2 separate regions of the Mus musculus genome follow, and region 2 is linked to region 1. A link is a contact called in public promoter capture Hi-C data. All regions are on one chromosome and are shown on one strand. Each heading gives the region's core, a stretch centred on a gene start, on an enhancer-like site or on the middle of the called end of the contact. The rest is flanking DNA. Distances are from core to core; before and after follow the strand shown.

Evidence for each region. Capture Hi-C pulls out chosen DNA fragments and counts their contacts.
Region 2: a contact with region 1 is called in a promoter capture Hi-C map of liver. The contact joins two enhancer-like sites. A contact is called at or near these places in 11 of 39 promoter capture datasets (the 3T3-L1 cell line, cranial neural crest, embryonic stem cells and 7 more), 1 of 115 datasets of contacts at active chromatin or transcription factors (trophoblast stem cells) and 3 of 9 other capture datasets (adipose tissue, liver and pancreatic islet).

The regions. Positions count from the first base shown.
Region 1 is chr12:111,690,445-111,693,144 of GRCm38.p6, forward strand. No RefSeq gene overlaps it. Among named protein-coding and RNA genes, the nearest start is that of Gm51961, 3.0 kb to the right of the region's middle. RefSeq lists an enhancer at 1,527-2,700. Within about 2 kb of position 1,312, at least 131 of the 459 cell types and tissues checked have an H3K27ac peak or open chromatin away from gene starts, as enhancers often do. A contact at or near this core is called in liver, where this site is marked.
Region 2 is chr12:111,789,503-111,792,202 of GRCm38.p6, forward strand. The region is part of intron 13 of Klc1 (kinesin light chain 1); the gene reads left to right. Among named protein-coding and RNA genes, the nearest start is that of Xrcc3, 23 kb to the right of the region's middle. Within about 2 kb of position 1,304, at least 24 of the 459 cell types and tissues checked have an H3K27ac peak or open chromatin away from gene starts, as enhancers often do. A contact at or near this core is called in liver, where this site is marked.

The DNA.
Region 1 (2,700 bases), core at 62-2,561:
ATCTACCGGGAAACTTGAAATTAATTGTTTTGTTTTGTTTTGCCTCTGCCTCCTAATCGCTGGGATTAAAGGTGTGCGCCACAGCTGCCACCGCCGCTGCCCAACCTGAAGTAGATTGATTCCTGAGTGTTGAAAGCCAACTTTCTCAGGGTGCTTATGGTGTTTGTGGGAGGATATAGTGGCTGAGGGTTGCCTCAGAATAACCTGGGTGCAGGGTGACATGGGGGTTGGTAGAGACATAGCAAGCCAGGCCCTGACCTGATGCTGGGCAGGTCTGGGAAGGCAAGAGCAGCTCCTTAGGCGCTTCCCTCCCCTGTGGCTCCTGTGTGGTAATCACTCCCAGCAATCCCTGCTCCAAGCCTCACTCTCATCAGGAGTCCCTCTAGTTGGTGAACTCCAGGATCTCCAGTCCTTCATCACTGGGACCACAGCAAAGCTTGGGGTGGCCCTGTCCCCAGCACAGGTCACCATGTTCATCCATCTTCCTCTCCTCCAAGTAAGTCAGGATCAAACATCAAAGCATCCTAGCCTTGCAGAGTAGAGCCTGCAGAAGGGACCTGGAGCTACCCTTCACCCACATTGGCCTCTCTGGTCAATGCTGGAGGCTCTGGTCCCTCTTAGAACCTCTGTGGCCCATCTGCCAACTTCAGGTCTGGTCTGTCCCTCCTGAAAGAATGTGTTTATGTGGGGGGGCTCCCTATGGAGACTAGACTGGCTGGAACCTACAGTCTTCTCTGCCTCTGAGCACTGAATGCAGGCAAGAGCTGTGCCCTGCCAGAAGCCCACTTTCTGCATTCTGATTTGTGCACTGGGGAACTCTCCCATCCCCTGCCTTTCTCTGAGCATCCTGACCAGCCCGTGTACCTGTCAGACTAATTTGGCACTTGGCAGTCTCTCTCAACCCCACTTTAAGGCATCTATGCAGCCACATCCTGTTTCAGTGTTGTGTTTGCCCAGAGTGAGGGTGTCAATGGGGTCACGGGGAAGCAGGAATGTGGTGAGATTTCTGAAGACTGTGTGCAGTTACCACAGGAAGTAGTACTGTGCAAGGAGCCAACCCCTGGTGGGAAGCAAGGGCCTGGCAGCCTGCTGGGTCAGCCTCTTGTCACACTGATCACTGGCCACTCTGAGCTACAGCACACACACACACACACACACACACACACACACACACACACACACACACACACACACGGGGTAAATAAGCATCCTCCCCCAATCTGGCTTCTTCAGAAAGCCTGGGCCTGCTGAGGTCCTGGCCTTGCTGAGGAATGCAGGCACCCATTGTGGGTGGTAGGGCCAGCTGTGGGGTGGAGACAGTGGGGGCGACAGAGGCTCGTTGCTAAGTTACAGGAGCAGTGGACATTCAGGGCACTAGGCAACAAGGAAGGGGACGGACATTTGGGGAGGGAGATGGAGCACCAGTGTCTCCTTGTCCCTGCCTTCCTGCTTCTGCTATGGATTCTGCAGGAAATCAGGCAACTGGCTGTGGGCCCTTCAATGCTAAATGTGGCCACTGGCCAGCCCCTCACCAGGACTCTTGCAGCCTGTCTGGGGGTGACCAACTTGCCCTACCCACTACCTCGACTTCTGCCTTTGTGTCTAGCCACTCTGGACTTTCTCGTGCACTCCTGCGTCTGCACCCTCAGAGAGGGGAGCATGGAGGACACCCTGAGTCCAGGATCTGACCTGTGTGTGGGCCCATGCCTCCATCAGGCCTTCCACAGGGGCTCCCTGTTGTGCATGGTTATCCTTTTTTTGTTTTGGTTTGGTTTGGTTTTGGGTTTTTTTGAGACAGGTTTTCTCTGTATAGATCTGGCTGTCTTGGAACTCACTTTGTAGACCAGGCTGGCCTTAAACTCAGAAATCTGCCTGCCTCTGCCTCCCGAGTGCTGGGATTAAAGGCGTACGCCACTACGCCAGGCTGTGCATGGTTATCCTTAGAAACAAGCAACCGCCACACCCTGCACCCTGCAAAATGACTGCCCCAGCTGGGATTGTTGACTGTTACTCCTGGAAGGGCAGCGAGAATCAGGAGCCCCTTATCTGAGTAGCCATCTGCCTTAATTGGCCTCAGGAGCGGCTTTAGTATATAGATCAGGGACGCGGGAGAGGGCCTCCTTGCTCCTGCTGGGAAAGGCTTTCCAGTTACACCCTGTTGGGAGAGGAGCGCTCACATCCCTGTAAGGGGCCCTCACCCGTGTTCTGTAAGGAAGCCGATAAACTTCGTGGTTCCCTAGAGTGAACTTTGGCAGAGTCGTGGCGTGATTTGTCTGTCATTAGGACCGAAAGAGAAGGGGACGATGTTGAGTCTCTCCTCGGGAAGGAATTTCAGCAACAGCCCTACCTGACTGAGCCCAGAAGCCCAGACCAAGGCAGCCCCAATACTCCTGGCTCCTGCTGGCTCCTGCCTGAGACAAAGGTGTAGGGCGCTGTTATGGTCTGTGCCTCACCTCATCCTGTGGCTGTCTGGCTGTCATCCCTGCCTATGGCAGTTTCTGAGTTTCTAGGTCTGGTCACCAGACCTTTACCATGGAAGCTCCACCAAGACCCTGCAAGGCCCCAGCCCACAAAACACACACCCTCAGAGCTACCAGGCTCTGCCCTGGGATATCAGGTCTCAAAGTCCCCCGCCCCCTCATCCTGTCTCTTTAGAAAGTGCCTGCATGTTCCATCTGGGGCTGGGGTGTAATGGGCACC
Region 2 (2,700 bases), core at 54-2,553, 99 kb after region 1:
GGCTGCACCGGGCAGGACCTGCCGGCCTCCCCAGCGGCACTCGCTAGCTGTCGTGTCTCACGCTAGACTCGCCACTTTTCGCAAATTAAGCATCAGGGAAGCTTTCTGTAAGTCCTAACTTCTGCTAACTCGGAAGCTGTGTTGCTTGCAGTAGTTTTCTTTAGGAATCCCTGAAAGCTGACTGGCCTCTTGTAGAGCATGTGTGCACGCTGATTGAGTGTCCTGGCCGTGCAAAAACCTTGTCCACACTCTGGTCTCCTGTAACCCGGGGATGAGCATGGGCATGGCTGACTAACTGACTTTCCTAACTCCCCATGTCCTGCTAACTCAGTGCTCTTGACACCGCTCAGGAGGCTGCCCTGGGGCTGCTAGAGTGCCTTGCCGGGAGCTGACGCTAAGTGCAGCTCAGACAGCAGCTCAGAGCAGGTGCACTAGGGCTGGTCTCCACACCGCCACCTGACAGGGCTCCCGACTTTTTGACTTAGAACTACCTGCTTGTGTATGATACAGACTGTGTCAGAGGTCTGTGTCGGCCCTGCTCCTTCAGCCCCCCACCCCCCGGAGGTCTTCACCACTGCTTCCTACCCAGGGTTGTGGGCAGTGTGAGTGTCAGCTCCTGTGGCCACTGCTTCCTACCCAGGGTTGTGGGCAGTGTGCGAGTGTCAGCTCCTGTGGTGGACTGGTGTCTCTGGAGCGGATTAAGAGGGTTCAGCAGACCAGGCCTATCACATACTGTCACTATGCGGCTTTGTAAATCATTGCTTAGGACTTTGATCCAGCCTGTCCTGGGGCTTGGGTTGATTGGCTCTAGGATTTTCTTAGCTGCAGTAGTTTGGAGGAGCCAGGGTCCTGACTGAACTTTGTGTGAAATGTCAGTGGCCACAGTGAAGGGTGACATCCTCTCTCTGTCTAGCAGCGGTCTCGTGCCAGCACAGCCAGTCAGCATCCACTGTGACTGCTGAGCCTTGTTGGGCAGTGGTCCTAAACTGCAGCAGAGGCCTGGGCCTTCCTGCCCATGCCTGTCCTGTCAGCACTCTGGACTGCACTCTTACTTCGCTCCAGTCCTGCATGCTTGTCCAGAGGGCCTGTTCCGCTTGGTGGCTGGCGGCTTGCAGACTTACCTGCTCTCGAGTGAAGCTGCAGGGGGCTCTTTCCTGAGACAGTATTTCTAGGTCTGTATGTATGTGAGTCCTGCGCCAGACACAATGTCCACAACTCCGAGTCCCACACCTGCCCTGGGCACTGGGGGAGGAGTTCACGGGAGGGTGTTGTTGTTGTGTGTGTTCACGCACACAAGTGTGTGCACACAGTGTGTGGTAGAGATTGACCTCTGCTTTGTGCATGTTAGGCAACTGCTGTATGACTGAACTGTGTCCACAGCCTTGTTTGTTTTGAGTCTCCGTGTGTAGCCCAAGTTGTCCTGGTACTTACTTGGAGTCCCTCCTACCTCAGCCTTCTGGGTGCTGGGAAGACAGGTGTGCACAGCACACTTAGCTTACAATTATACCTTGTTTCTTTTTCCGTGTGTGTGTGTGTGTGTGTGTGTGTGTGTGCATGTGTGTGTTTAAGACAGGGATTCTATAAAGTATTGAACATAGGGCCTTACACATGCTAGGCAAGGCCTTTTCCCCTTAGCTGAGTCACTCATGTACTCACTCTTACACTTTCACTCATACACATACTCACATACTCACTCATACACTCACACACTCACTCATGCACACTCTCACGTACCCACACTCACTCATTCACTCCCACACTCACACACTCATATTTACACTCACTATCACACTCACACTCTCACACTCATCCACACTCACCTACACTCTCACTTATTCTCACACTCATACATTCACACACTCATACTCGCTCACTCACTATCACACTCACCCACACTCACTCACACATACACACTCACTCTCCCTCCCTCCCTCACTATGTATCCCTGGCTGGTCTGAAGCTTGCTGTATTGGCCAGGTTGGCCTTGATCTCAGAGGGATGCCTGCCTCTGACTCAGGTTCTAGGGTTAGAGCGCCACCACTAAGCCTGAACTCCCAGCGATGCTGCCTCTGCCTACCTCCCGAGTGCTGGATTAAAGGCAGGCCTCACCACCTCCTGGGTTACACTTGTAATTTTTAGAGAGATTTCAGTGCTCTTTAAAATACCGCAGCTGTCCATCCTTTGTTCTCCTGGGTATTTACAGCTTCAGCCTGATGAATTCACAGAACAGATGGTAGTTGATTAAATCACAGAAACAATTTATATGGGAATTCAGGGCTTTTTTTCAGTGTTCAGAAATAGACTTTAAAACAGGATAATGTTTGTCAAAGGCAAGGCTTGCTAGGTAGCAACCGTGGCTATGCAGATGCGTGGCTGTGTGGTCGAGGAGGCCGAGAGCGAGGGCATGAAGACAGTGAGCTTGCCTGGGAGGACAGCAGTTCCTCTTCAGTGTGTCTTATGATGATGGTGATCACGCCTCATGGAAACGGGCTCCTGCAGGCTTCCTCGGGTCTGAGATATGAGAAATATGATGTGAGATATGATGTGGCTCTAGCAGGCACTGCTATAGTAGGTCACTCTCTAGTAGGGTGCATTCCTGCGAAAGCTGCTTTGTGGACATTGAGTCTTTTCTAGATAAAAGTCAGATTTCTTAGTTACCCAATATCCATGTGATTCTGTGTCTGTTGTGAAAGTTGTGCT